2 separate regions of the Danio rerio genome follow, and region 1 is linked to region 2. A link is a contact called in public Hi-C data. All regions are on one chromosome and are shown on one strand. Each heading gives the region's core, a stretch centred on a gene start, on an enhancer-like site or on the middle of the called end of the contact. The rest is flanking DNA. Distances are from core to core; before and after follow the strand shown. Region 1 overlaps LOC101884073. Region 2 holds the start of si:ch211-108d22.2.

Region 1 (2,700 bases), core at 26-2,525, 37 kb after region 2:
TGCGACAGTTTGTGCCCGTCAAGCAGGCGTTTTGCCCTCAAGGCGTTCAATGGGAAAAGGGGCTATCGCGTCGTCCATATTTTTTACAGTCATTGCTTGATACTAGTTAGCTGGAGTGGCAGTAATGGTAGCTTATGTTTTGATTGCTGTGTGGTGTCTGTTTATGGGTGTTATTTATACATTTATATTTAAGAGATTTACTGTGTGGTGTATTACAACTCTGGGTTGTCGTGAAATGTAGATGTGTTGCGCAATTACGGTTGATGCCATTTGTTAAATGCCTAGTGGTGGTCATTTTAATTGCCTTACCCAATCATTTTTATCCAGTCCGCTAATAATATATACATCATTTGTGAACTTTTTATTCTTTACCTGCTGCTAAAATAAAAAAAAAAGTGAAACTAGTATTTAGGTGAATTGAGTGTTTGAATTTTGCTTGATTATTGTGGCCCGAAATAAATATTTTATTTTGTCCAGAACTTGTTTTGTGTTTGAATACTTTATGCCCTTTTTGGGAGGGTTACAAAAGCACATGAAAGGGGAAAACTCCAGTTAAAAGAGGAATTACAAGCTGCTGGCATTAAATCTACGACATTACAGAATGTGTTAAACAGTTCTTATAACCAGGGGTGGATTTAAACAATAAGTGAGGTCCCCAAGAAATCTGGAGGCCCCCAATAAATATCTAGAAGCACAAATTGTTCCTATACACTATAAAAAACATCACTTTTTATCATATTTTGTTTGGTGAAATTTTTATGTAATTACATATTATTTGATATACATTAAAATATAGTTTTATTATTACAATGTTATGTTATGTAATAACATTATAATATTATTTTTTTAATATTATTTTGCACCAGGTTGTCCATCACCCCCAATCATGGAGTAGTCCAGTCAAATTAAGAAAATATAGGCTATATATTATTTTAGTTAAGAATTCATTTTAAGAAAACAAATCATTTAAAATGTAGAGATAGCATTAAGATAAAATGTAGAAAAGAAGATGGAGTGATATATAGATCAGCAAAATAAATTACAAAGTGGAAAAGGGTGCATTTTAGGACTTTAGGGCCCCCAAATCAATAAATCCGCCCCTGCTTATTACACAAAGCACTTAAATATTTCCTGAAAATAACAGACTTATTACAAAATCTATTTTGTTTCTTTCTTTTTTTAAATTTTCTTTTCAATAAACAATTCTCTTATCCGGCCTCACTCCATCCCAGCAGGTGGCGAAAAACTCACCCAGCGGTGTACCAACTGGCATAAGCATCTAATGAAAAAGATCATCGTTTGACGGTTAAAAACAGGGAAATCTGAGCGGCCGGTAGGTACACTACTGTCTAGTAGCCCTAAACTTGTCAAATTAGGTTAATTTTCAAGTATATAAACGTTTACTTCATGCTATCCGTAACTGCAGCAAGTTTTCATTTATACTGTAGTTTTGGTTTCGTTTTTAGAGACGCATATAAGTCAGTCTACCAATACTAATTTAATCTAATAACTAATCCAATTAGTTTCAGGTGGTTTGGTCTAAGTTTTATTTTGCAGCACAATCTGATCGATCGCATCGGATCTACTTATCGTGTTATGTGATCTACTTTTTGAATGACAGACAGCACAAACAAAGCACAGAGGCGGAATAGGACTAACATTATGCTAGGTAGGAGCGCTAAAAAGAGTGGTATTTTATCATCGTTATTATTAATGTCGTTTGCTAATTGTTTTGTTACTGGGGTCACTTCAACACTATTAATTTAAAATATTACAAAACGACTGTCCCTGACAATTTTTGTCTCATCCTGATTAAGGGGTGAAGCTGCAGGCCCGGAAACCCAACTGCACGCTCAGACCGGCACTTTCTAGAATGTAGCAACATCGAACACATTGAATAAGGTTATTGATTTTATTAAAGCGATTCCTGAAAATGACCAAGTTTTATGGCGTAAATCAATAAGACATCTTATTACAACAACAAGCAATTATTCGAGTGTTTGATTTGACCAGTTACTGTCAAAAGATTATTATTATTATTTTAATCATTATTTTAATTTACAGCTAGTTCTTATTTCATGTATTATTGTACCATTTCAAGGAGAATTTTTTAGGCAGTTTTCAGGCAAAATAAAAACCTTTAAAGTAAAAATGTTTAAACAAAATGTATAATATAAAACGCAATTATTATTTGCACATTTGAGTGCTATGTAGGTCTACTGTGTTACTCTATTATCTATCTGAAAGTGCTAGCACAGACAATAACAGCAACACAATTACAGTTGTTAACAATTGTTAAGTTCTGTAATGATTACTAATAAGATCTTTTGAAATCAAAATAGGCGACGCAGTGTTGCAGTAGGCAGTGCTGTCGCCTCAAAAGCAAGAAGGTCGCTGGTTCCAGCCTTGGCTGGGTCAGTTGGCATTTCTGTGTAGAGTTTGCATGTTTTCCACGTGCTCGCGTGGGTTTCCTCTGGGTGCTTCGGTTTCCCCCACAAGTCTATAGACATGCGCTATTGGTGAATTGGGTAGGCTAAATTGTTCGTAGTGTATGAGAATGTATCAGCATTTCCCAGTGATGGGTTGCAGCTGGAAGGGCAAAATTAATGAATGAAATCAAAAATATCAGTTAATCTGCATATAATTTACAATATGAGCTCTCTTAGGTTAAACCAAAATAATTTGCTTGTGACTTGTGCA
Region 2 (2,700 bases), core at 29-2,528:
AAACCCTGAACAAGATCTGGCCAAATGGGACAAACACCCTATAGAAACCCTGCACACAGAGCTGTGTAAGAACATCCTACACGTCCACCGGCACACAACAAACAACGGATGCAGAGCAGAATTAGGCAAATACCCTCTGATAATAAAGATACAGAAAAGAGCTGTCAAATTCTGGAAGCACTTAAAACTCAGCGACCCGGACTCATACCACTATAAAGCCCTGCAGGACAGAGAACTGAGCAGAAGAGCAGACCCACTCTCCCAGCTGGCCCAGAGCTTCAGGGTCTCTGAGACGTCTCCTGAGGAGCTGAACACACTCCTGCCACTGACTCAGATCACACACCAGATCAAGAACAGCTACACACACCACTGGGACACTCAAACACAACTGCAAAGCAAAATGCAGTGTTGTCTGGCCCTGAAGAGACAATATACTCTGGCAGACTACCTTCACACAGTGACAGATAAAGGTCTGAGGAACACCCTGAGCAGATACAGACTCAGCGGACACCAGCTGGCTATAGAGACGGGCCGGCACAGACAAACATGGCTGCCGGTGGAGGAGCGGCTTTGCCCACACTGCCCTCAGCAGCCGATTGAAACAGAACTGCACTTCCTTGCGGAGTGCTCAGAGATCCTGGAGAAGTTCTACCCAAAACTCACACACACACACAAAAACTTTGAGTCCCTGTCAAACAATGAGAAACTGCCCATCCTACTGGGGGAGTGTGTGTGCTGCTGTGTGTTAGCAGCTCAGTTTGTGCACTCCTGCCACCGTCTGAGGAACCCACAATGATCCGCTCCACTGTCTCCAACACACAACACAGGAACTCTTTACTCGTGGACTTACTGTTGATATTATTGTCACCACTTTTATCCTGTTTCACAAATTACCATTAATCTATTTTTATTTTTATTAATATTTTTAGTTTTACTGATATATTGTTATTTTTATTAATCTATTTTTATTTTTTTTACATTTCTTTTCTTTATTTCTATATTATATTTTATGTTTATATTTGTTTGCACTACTGCCCTTTTTGCACTGTCTTGTCTGTACGCAGCGACGCTGCACTGCTTTGGCAATACGAATGTACAGCTATTTGTCATGCCAATAAAGCACCTAAAATGTGAAATGTATTCAGCAAGCTTGGTTGAGATGACACAGGTCTAGCATAACAAATGCTATGTGGGGAGATGCTGTTATCTGATTGGGTTAGAGAGTGTGTTTTTGCTCCTCCAATTGGGAGTAAAAAGGGGCGGGAGAAAAAAAGAATCGGGAGAGAGAGGGAAAAAAGTCACACGCAGTGCGTGAGAGATCGGGAAGTTTGTAGATTTTAGACCATAAAGTCTGTTATATTCCCTTTAAGTTTATATTTAGTGTGTTTAGCTGTGCACACACGTTGCTAAAAAGAAACGGAAAGAAGATCTGATTTGTGCAGTAACGTTAAGTGAGAAACAGTTTAAGTTGTCCTTTGCATATGGAAAGTTCTTCACAGGACTTTAATCACTAAAATTAGTTCGAAACCCTTACGAACTGAAAACTGACGTGAAGAACGAACTTGCTGGAAGCATCACGGTGAAAGGAAGCACACCTTTTGTCATCTGATAAGTAAGGTACCTTTATTTTGTTTGCTCGGTTGAGCGAAGGTGCCATTTGTTTGTTTCTGGGCCACAACGAACTCAAGCTGCACATCAGGCCTGCAACGGGGTGGGATTAGTGTGTGTGTGTGTGTGTGTGTATAGTGACTTGTTAAAAGGTTTTTCTTTCAAATTCTCTGTCATAACAGTAGTTCATTTATATTGTTAAAGTCAGCTTTACGGGAGAGTTATAATCTATTGTTTATTTCGGGTTTTTGTTTTAGAGTAGCATATTTACTCTTGGATACATACAGAGATAGCTTTAGGAAGAGATTTTAATTTATAATAGCATAAGGGAACAAGCATATACAAATTACTGTGTTTAGTTTAATAATAGGAGAAACGCATTGGTTTATTGTCATATTTTGAGTATTTTTGTATTCCTTATGTGATTTTGTCTTTCTGTGCTGCATCTGAGCATAGAATTGAAACCTATTTTAAGTGAATAATACATTTTTATTTTATTTTTCTACATAATTGATTGATATTGTTTTTTATTTATTGAAAATACCTTGAATACACTTTTATAGTTAATCATTGTGGTTTTGGGTCCTTATTTTGTCTCTTGTTGGTATTTGAGTGATTAGTGAGTGCAGTACATAACTAATATTAATCTAAGTTAAACGTGTTCAGGTTTGTCAGACGATTAGTGGATATATTAAAAGAAATCTTGTGAACTCAGGCCCTTTTATCAGGTTCTTTTTATCTGGAGTCCAGAGGTAAAAGGAAAAAGGGTTACACATATTATTCAGTGTATTTGTCTGTTTAAACATACACCCGCTCCTCTGTAAATGGCGTGTACAGACGCTGATCTGGCATCAGTTTATTGTATGGAGGGCGTCTGTCAGTCAGCGCTTATACATGCATTTTCAGAGGTATGAAAGGCGACGATCGATGCACAGTAATGTAAAGAAAGTGGGATATGGTAAAATACGGGAGAATTTCTGCAAAAACGGGAGGGTTTACGTAAGTGAAGTGAACAGGAAGTGTTTGTGGATAAGTTTTGCGAGAGAACGCAAAACATCTTTGCGAGATAATGCAATTTTTTCTCCCACCCAT

Evidence for each region. Hi-C and Micro-C count contacts between places; a contact is called where the count stands out from the background.
Region 1: a contact with region 2 is called in a Hi-C map of an unstated tissue, with 1.9 times the contacts expected there. The contact joins the enhancer-like site here to the promoter of si:ch211-108d22.2 in region 2. A contact is called at or near these places in 5 of 18 Hi-C or Micro-C datasets (embryo, fin fibroblasts, gastrula embryo and 1 more) and 1 of 4 datasets of contacts at active chromatin or transcription factors (embryo).

What each region holds. Positions count from the first base shown.
Region 1 is chr3:12,839,561-12,842,260 of GRCz12tu, forward strand. It overlaps LOC101884073, which reads left to right. Exons shown (of 17, transcript XM_068218778.2): 2 at 1,236-1,333. Among named protein-coding and RNA genes, the nearest start is that of si:ch211-108d22.2, 37 kb to the left of the region's middle. Within about 2 kb of position 1,276, at least 8 of the 62 cell types and tissues checked have an H3K27ac peak or open chromatin away from gene starts, as enhancers often do.
Region 2 is chr3:12,802,389-12,805,088 of GRCz12tu, forward strand. si:ch211-108d22.2 reads left to right here and starts at 1,279. Exons shown (of 8, transcript XM_073944212.1): 1 at 1,279-1,612.